Linked DNA regions of Mus musculus: all the other regions are linked to region 1. A link is a contact called in public Hi-C and HiChIP or PLAC-seq data. All regions are on one chromosome and are shown on one strand. The core of a region is the stretch at or near the end of the contact, and the rest is flanking DNA. Distances in the headings are between cores, read along the strand shown. Region 1 overlaps Galntl6 (UDP-N-acetyl-alpha-D-galactosamine:polypeptide N-acetylgalactosaminyltransferase-like 6). Region 2 has its middle 73 kb from the start of Galnt7. Region 3 has its middle 53 kb from the start of Galnt7.

Region 1 (2,700 bases), core at 56-2,555:
TATTCTCCAATAGTTATCTTCTGACCTTTAAGATGATATTTTCTGTATACATCAATAAAACACCCGGTCTGCCTCACATGCTGACGGTTTCTAACGAACAGAACATTTCTCATCATTTTACATTTATAGAATGAGAGATAGGCCACTCAATAATAAGCAATTAAGCCTCCAAAATGCAGTTGTTTTCATTAGGGAGCTTATGGAAGCTTACAGATGGATAAGACCAACTAGGGTGTGTGCACACAGAGCTCCTAGGGAAGAAAACCCCAGCTGCAGAGATTTCAGAAGGTAACTCATACGAGCATTAGCCCTGCAGACCTTTCTGGAATCTGAAGAGATTGGTAAAAGATAATCCCTGGCTAGCTTCTGGGCTCAGAGGCAGTGCTCAGCAAGAGGTTACACTCTGTGTATTTATATAACAAGCTAGGCATTTTTTACTCAATCAGGAACATGCTTAAAATGGAAAGTTTCTGAAATATCTCATCTCGGTCGATGACTCAGGCCTATGCAGCACACCTGTTCTTGGAAAATTTGAGGTCTGATCAACACTTAGAAGAAAAATGTTCAAAGAGAGAGCTCTCTGTAAAACTGCCTTCGCCGTTCAGTTACGTGCCTCGGGCTGGTGGGGGTGGTCTACCAGTTCACTAATCCTCTGAGGTTGTTCACTGATTGTCAGAGTGCTCCCTGTTGGTTATCATATTTTAAATTTGGTATTTAAGAATATTTATGAATTAGCTCAAAGGGCCATCTCCTGAGCTCCTAGGGGAATCATTAGGACTGACTCTAGCTGTTAATGAGGAGGAAGCCTTGAGCGATGATTCATGCCCGTCACTCGAGTCCCCATAACCATACAGGTGCTATTACGGAGAGTACCCATAGGAAGATGCTAAGGTGATACTGGCAGAACTGTGGCCAAGCATCATTCAAACTCAGATGAATCCGGCTTCAAAGTCTCCACTCACTGCTCTGCTGTGCTCTTAAGGAACAAGATCAATATCTCCCAGGAGACATCCCTTGTGTTTGTTGGATTTGGTTCAACAGACTCCAGCTAATCGTCTCCAGCTACGTGGAGATTTCTTGGAGAAGGAAGTTGGCCAGTACCTCCCTCATTCAAACAGGTCAACATTGTGGTCAGACACCACTTCCTGGTCCATTAGCAACAATTAGCTCTCAGCTATTCTTAGATATATCTTTTTGAAACCCCAGAGGAGATGGGCATCCCGGTTTTACTCTATTTTAACTATGGTTGTACAACTATATCCCAGAATAGCAGGTGTCCTGTGTGAGAGGAACCCTTACCTTGGTTCTCCTTTGCCACCAGAGGGACCCCTATTACAAGAAGAGCAACCACAGTAAAAACATTTACACCGTTGTTCAATAAGAAACTCGAGTTTCTCCTCTTCAGTCCCCACATCTACTCAGTCATTACAATTAATTATTCCCTTTGCCCTGACAAACTCACCCTTACATGCACACGCACACACTCGTGAGAGCCTCCCCCCCCCACACACACACACACACACAGTCATTGCTATAGCTCCTGCCCTGGCTGCAAGCCATCTCATAACCTTGGATCATTGCAATAGCTAAAGAATCCCCCTGCCTTCCCATACTTGTTCAGGTGGAACTTCCATAATACCTGGCCATTGCAATTCCTCTGTTTTATGATGCCACTTCGCTTCTCGCTGAGTGGAAGGTAAACTCCTTTCACCACCCAATGCTTAGCCCAACCCTTCAGAGTCTGGAAAACCTAATGGTCAGGCCTTAGACTTAGTCAAACTTAAAATAGCCTAGCCAGGGTAGTAGAATGCAACTGCTATCCCAATACTCAGGAGACAGAAGCTGGAAGATTGCTACCAGTGCAAGGCCAGCCTGGCCTGTGTAGTGTGTCCCAACCTACACACTGTAAGCAAGGGTTCCGAAGTGAGAGCCTGTTTCAAAACAAGAAAGAACAGCTTAAGGTTATTTCGCCATCATTTTCAATTCCTTATAACTAAAACAGGTATAATAACTATGTGATACACCATGTACAACTTGTAGCCAGATTTCTGACTGTAGGACCAAATCTCCATATGTGAGGTTGACAAATGCCCTCTTTCTATTTATAACATCTCAAAGTGTAACTTGACACCGTACCTCACTGAAGCAACCTCTGCCACACTGTAACATCACCTACTGTTATCCTTGCCAAATTTAAAGCTAGCTCCCATATCCTGCTCCTTCTAGGTAAACATTTTGTTGGATGGCCTACAGCATACATAACTTAAATTAAGAATTTGAGCACAAGCCATTTATTTGAGAGGTGGATGCAAAAAAAAAAACCCCGAAAATGTATAAATATGAGTACATGTACACATGTGTGTGTGTGTGTGTGTGTTTGTGTGTGTATGTGTGTGTGTGTGTGTGTGCGTGCACGTGAGCACGAGTGTGGTGTATGTAATACTACATACTCCACTATATCGCCAAATAGCCAAATAGAAAACAAACACTATCTCTCTCGTCACTACCTAAACTTTCCTTCTGACCGGTGGTCTAATGGACCACACTATGATCCTAGCAGGAGGCAGAAGCAGCAGTATTGCCATACGTTTGAGGGTCCTTTTGGTTCGTTGGTTGGTTGGTTGGTTGGTTGGTTGGTTGGTTGGTTGGTTGGTTTGGGTTTTTGTTGTTGCTGCTTTGGTTTTGGTTACTTTTAATTGT
Region 2 (2,783 bases), core at 256-2,755, 66 kb after region 1:
TCTGTATCCATTCCTCTGTTGAGGGACATATGGGTTCTTTCCAGCTTCTGGCTATTATAAATAAGGCTGCTATGAACATAGTGGAGCATGTGTCCTTCTTACAGGTTGGAACATCTTCTGGATATATGCCCAGGAGAGGTATTGAAGGATCCTCAGGTAGTACTATGAGACAGGATCTCACACAGCCTTGTATTTTCCTTGTCCAAAAAACTAAAAGAGAGAGTAAGGCCTGTAAGTTCCCATGAGGCTTTGGTATGAGTGTGCGGCTAAAAGCTGAAGAACCTGGAGTGGGCTGCCCATGGCAATGACAGCCACAGATACACCTGATCAAGAACAGAACTTGTACTTAAAGTGCAAGCCAAGTTCCCCACACCTTTCGCTTTTTGTTCCATCCGATCCCCCAGCCTATCAGACGGTGGCCATAAAAGCCAGTTCTAGGAAAATCCGCCACCATTGCTTAAATGAGCTCTGTCAGGCAGCTCTAAAGAACTTCCAAGGGTCTGCATTTGTGTAAGATGTGCTTCGGAATTCCTTCATGATGATGCCAATCAACCCTAGACACCATCCAGCAACACACCCAGAAGTGGCCTTTACGCACTTTCTAGACACCACTCAATTCTGTCAAATTGACGTTCAAGTAATGCAGGTGAATCCTCCTGTTGCCAAGGACATTTGCCTACATTCCAGGGTAGTGAGAACTCTCTCTTTCCAAAGCTCAGATGACAAGCCAATAGTCTGATGGGTCCACTAATTAGGAAGTCCCTTTCCTGTGATACACAGTGCTGAGGTACATAGATAACATCTGACCCCTTCCCATCGTCACATAGACATTATAGGAACTGAGACCTTGTGCTGTTTTGGCTCTTCTTTCTGCTATGAGGGATAACAGATACTGTTCATGGGTCTCATGTCCATCCACCATAGGTCTATAAAGGAAGGGGACGATCTTTCAAGAGTACATCTTAGAACCTTTCCCCTTTGAACTTACCAGAAACAATGTCAAGTTTGTAGGTTGCATTTGGTGTTGAGAATGGAGCTAAAAATTTCAATTTAATAAGCATGCAACAGTTGAGTATAAGTCCTTAAATTCTAAGTCTTATGCAGACAAACGGAAATGGGTCCAGTAAGTCATGTGACTTAAACATTAATAGTGATGGTCATCAGCAGCATTGTATCCTACAATGGTAGTGACTCATTCTTCAGTTCGGGGATAGTACCCATACCTCAGGGGTAGTTATCATCCTTCAGGGGCAGTACTGCATTAGCACACGGCTGCTCAGTAGTTGGCATGTATATGCTTTATCTTTGCCAACCTGATTCGATTTGGAGTCAACAAAGAGTCTCACTTCTGGACAGATGTGGGAGGACATTTTCAGGAAGGATTAGCTGAGAGGGGACAATACTCTCCTAGAGTGAGAAACATCTTTTCCTGGTATGAGGATGTCTGAGAGGCCCAGATATAAAGAGGTCTGAGGAAAAAGCAGAGCTACTTCCTTGTCTGACTTCACTTACTGTTGGGGTGTGTACCTACCCTGTTCTTAAAGCTGTCAACAGATCCATTGTTGCCACTGTGGTGGTTTGAACAAGAATGCGCCCCCCCCCCCATAGGCTCACGTATCTAAATGCTTAGTCACCAGGGGAGGCACTATTTGAGAAAGATTAAGAGGAGTCGCCTTATTGGAAAACAGGTATCAGTGGGAGCTAGTTTTGAGGTTTCAAAAGCCCAGCCAGACCCAGGCTCTTTCCCTCTATCTCTCTCTTCCCCTTGCCTCCTCTCCCATCCCCTCCCCCACCCCACTATTTTTTTCTTCTGCATGAAGATCAGTATATAGAACTCTCAGCTACTTCTCCAGCACCCGCGCCTGCCTGTCACCATGCTCCCTGCCATGATGATAAGGAACTAAGCCCATGAAACCATAAGCCACTCCCAATTAAATGCTTTCTTTTAGAAGAGTTGCCTCGTTTCACAACCTACACAGTGTGAGGAGCTATCTGTGGAGAGCCGTGCCGCGAGCAATCGCCATTATAAGATGGCGCTGGCCTCCACTGTGCCTAACTAGTAAACAAGCCTTGTACGCAGGTTCGAGAGTGAACTCACTCCTAGTCACTCCCATTCTCGGGGTGTAATAGTGGGGTGATTGGTGAGCAACGAATCAGGAGCTGTCACGCCATATCAGGTGCTGAAACATCACGCTGCGGGCTATAAAAGCGGCGCCATTTTCCCAGTTCAGGGTCTTCCTGAAGAAGTAAGCAATAAAGCTTTTGCTGCGGAAGATTCCGGTTTGTTGTGTCTTTCTTGCCGGTCGAGTGGGATGCAATAGCTATCCAGCTCTCATCATGTACGCCAATCAAATAAATCCTCTTTGGTAACACATATTCATAATATCAGTTCTGTCCCTCTAGAGATCGCTAATGCAACATCCACACCAATATCTAAATGGCATATATGTGTGCATCTCCTATTTGTGTATTCTTCTCTCTAGTCTTCCACAGTTTCATACTTCCCTTTCTGCCAATTGCTTGACCACCATCTCTTCACTGCATTGCAAGTCATGTGTCAGCAAATTTTGACATCTTTCCTGCAGCTGAGGGTGGTGAAGGCTCAGTGCGGCTCTTTTTTTTCCCTATAATTTATACTTTTTCAATGCCTGGAGGTTATCTGTTTTACCCTGCTCCTCTGAAAGCATGCAACAGACACCAACCACTATGACTGCCTTTGTCATCATCAAAGGACCCCCTTTACAATCTTCTAAAGTGCCTTACTCCAGAGATGACCTGATTGT
Region 3 (2,700 bases), core at 174-2,673, 85 kb after region 1:
GCTTGTTATACTAGGGGAACGTTGAGGAAAATAGCCATTGCTTTCAGAGCCAGAAGACCTGAGTTCTAGTCCTGAGAGGTAATGCATTTATGCTGAAACTCTCGCCTAACTTTAAAAATAAAATTTGAAAAATACCATCTTAGAGACCAGAGGAAGCGCTGACACGCTGCAATGCTGTCACCGGGAACCCAGGGAGATGGACGCGCCTCCCATCCACGTTTGTCACGCCACTGTGAAGCAGCAAGGTGTCTAGTGGAAGGCCGAGGCTCACAGAACAAATAGGTGGGTGGTTAAAAAACTAGTCACAGAAACTAAAAACTAGGGTTAACTTACAAATTAATAAGAGCTACACATACACATTTAATTATAAAATGCAGAAAAAGCAAAGATAAATCTGCAAAAAAACAAAAAAGCCAAATAATTCTGCGATCCTCTGTACTAAGTCAGGCATGTTAAATCAATAATCAATACTTTCTAAGCTCAAAGAAGCCTGTCTTCACTTTGACACTTCCAACCGCTTGCAAATTATCCCTCAGCAGTCAACCTTCTTCAGAGGGTCTCCTGCAGAGACTCTGGTGATGAAGTGCTCCAGTGTGACCTTAGAAAAACATCCGTGGATGGATTGTACAGGCAGCAAAACTCAGAGGGCGAGATGGCCAAGTGAATAAAGATATTTTCCATCAAACCTGATGACCCAAGTTCATCCCTACAATTTGCACGTGTGTGTGTGTGTGTGTGTGTGCGCGCGTGCACACACACACACACACACACACACACACACACACACCTCTAAGACTTGCTTGCATGCATGCGCACACACATACAGTCTAAATATTTGATGAAAGAAAAAATTCATAGCATATATGTAATCTTGGATCTTCAATGTCACTATCATCTGGATTCACTCTGCTTCACGGTCAATGCAATGCAATGCTTTAATTTCCTAAACCCACCAGCCTTCTCCATAGTCCACTTTTGCATCTTTCTTCCTTTGACCACACCATCCCTGACAGAAGGCTGCTAGTATAAACTCGCTTACAAAAAGCTGGTACGGACAGTCCCTTCAGCACATTTATGAATCTACCTGCCTCTATGCAAAATAGGAAAGATATCCCTGCTGTGTATTAAATCCACTGGAAAGCTACAAAGATTAAATCAGAGTGCTACTGTGCCCACTGCAAATGAAGGGGATACATACTATGCCTATAGCCCAATACATACAAGAAGGTTAGCATGAGATTAAAAATTAAATTTAACTCCCTGCCCACATTAGATCCTAAAATGAAGTTAAGACAGGTGCTAGCATTTGGACCTGCATGTACTCATGGGTCGGTACATCAAAGATTGTCTTGCAGAGTGGCAGTCAGGAGATGACAGACTCTTTAGATGGTGGGGCTTAGTGAGCGCTGTTCAGGTTGCTGGCAGCAAATCCTCAAAGGGGATTATGGGAGCCTAGCTGGGCTCTTCTTTGGCTCACTGACCATGAGGAATGGGGTTCCCCTCCATGATGGTTAGCTGCCTCACAATGGGCCAAAGGCAATGAAATAGATCCCAGCCAGCACCATGCGAGACTGTGAGGCAAAAGAACCCTTTGCTTTTCAAAAATTGAGCGTCTTGAGTAGTTGTTTTCCTAATAGAACACCAACTGACAGAACATTGAGCTAAATTTACATGTACAAAATAATAGCAATGAACATTAGTACTAATAAAAATGAACACTGCTTTAAAAATCTCAGAGTAGGGAAGGGGATTACAAAAAAAACATAAGAGGAAGACTGAAGTCTTGGAAAGGAGCTAGGAAGGTTACTTCCAAAAAGTGACCCAAAGGAAATAGATAGATAAGGCAAACTCTTAAAATAATTGCTCCAGATAAAGAGGTAGCTCAGTGGTAGAGTGCTTGAGTAGTCTGCATCAAGTCCTAGATTCAGTCTCAAGTGACACACATTCACGCGCATGTACACACACTGAAGATATTTGAGTTATAGTCTTTATAACATCTAAATATTTGAACTAGCTTAAATATTCACCAAAAGGTTTTAAATAAATTATGAAACCTCCATATAATAGAAGACTATGTTACAATTAAGAAAGATATGTGTGCATGCTTACTGATGCAGAAAGATATAAAAATGTTAATGAGTAGAGTAACAGTTGCAAAATGGAGTGTAGTTTTGTGAGTTTTTGTCTTAATGTCTGCTATACAAGTAAAATTGGATTTTTCCTTTGTCATGAAGCTTTCTGTGGCTCCTTATTCCCTGATACTGTTTAGCAAGCCATCCAAAGCTATATACATATACATCCCCTTTCCTGATGTAATGATGTTTTCTCCACTATAGAATGTCATACTATTTTGCCAACTGTCCCTCCACTTATTGACATATTTTATGTATGTCTGTATTGATTAAAGTTCACCTATGTCCTTCTTAATTGCACTATAGTATTCTATTCCAAGAGGAGGGATCTCCTATGTTTGCATCTTCTAGAACTATTTCTATGGTTCCAACCTTTGTGCAGTGTCACCTGACATTGGGGGGGGGGGATTTCACACTTTCCTTCCATTTTCAGAGCATAATGTTTTCACTTATTTTAGACATAAAACTATTTACAAAAGCACATCTCTGCACACACTATTGAGTTTGTGTTTCTAGTAGACCCTCCAGCTTTGTCCCAAGTAAAATTTCCAAAATTTACAAACAAAGG

The links. Hi-C and Micro-C count contacts between places; a contact is called where the count stands out from the background. HiChIP or PLAC-seq counts read pairs in DNA pulled down with a chosen protein or histone mark.
Region 2: a contact with region 1 is called in an HNF4G HiChIP or PLAC-seq map of pancreatic cancer cells. The contact joins two enhancer-like sites. A contact is called at or near these places in 1 of 15 datasets of contacts at CTCF or cohesin (embryonic stem cells), 24 of 484 Hi-C or Micro-C datasets (Sertoli cells, bone marrow-derived macrophages, cortical neurons and 6 more), 6 of 115 datasets of contacts at active chromatin or transcription factors (embryonic stem cells and pancreatic cancer cells) and 2 of 9 other capture datasets (adipose tissue and liver).
Region 3: a Hi-C map of rod photoreceptor shows a contact between it and region 1, with 1.9 times the contacts expected there. The contact joins two enhancer-like sites. A contact is called at or near these places in 1 of 15 datasets of contacts at CTCF or cohesin (embryonic stem cells), 32 of 484 Hi-C or Micro-C datasets (3T3-L1-derived adipocytes, the G1E-ER4 cell line, bone marrow-derived macrophages and 8 more), 8 of 115 datasets of contacts at active chromatin or transcription factors (double positive thymocytes, embryonic stem cells, large pre-B cells and 1 more) and 2 of 9 other capture datasets (embryonic stem cells and liver).

What each region holds. Positions count from the first base shown.
Region 1 is chr8:57,790,191-57,792,890 of GRCm38.p6, reverse strand. All of the region lies in intron 11 of Galntl6 (UDP-N-acetyl-alpha-D-galactosamine:polypeptide N-acetylgalactosaminyltransferase-like 6), which reads left to right. Among named protein-coding and RNA genes, the nearest start is that of Gm2921, 8.3 kb to the left of the region's middle. Within about 2 kb of position 1,305, at least 26 of the 459 cell types and tissues checked have an H3K27ac peak or open chromatin away from gene starts, as enhancers often do. A contact at or near this core is called in pancreatic cancer cells and rod photoreceptor, where this site is marked.
Region 2 is chr8:57,724,178-57,726,960 of GRCm38.p6, reverse strand. No RefSeq gene overlaps it. Among named protein-coding and RNA genes, the nearest start is that of Galnt7, 73 kb to the right of the region's middle. Within about 2 kb of position 1,505, at least 12 of the 459 cell types and tissues checked have an H3K27ac peak or open chromatin away from gene starts, as enhancers often do. A contact at or near this core is called in pancreatic cancer cells, where this site is marked.
Region 3 is chr8:57,704,919-57,707,618 of GRCm38.p6, reverse strand. No RefSeq gene overlaps it. Among named protein-coding and RNA genes, the nearest start is that of Galnt7, 53 kb to the right of the region's middle. Within about 2 kb of position 1,423, at least 3 of the 459 cell types and tissues checked have an H3K27ac peak or open chromatin away from gene starts, as enhancers often do. A contact at or near this core is called in rod photoreceptor, where this site is marked.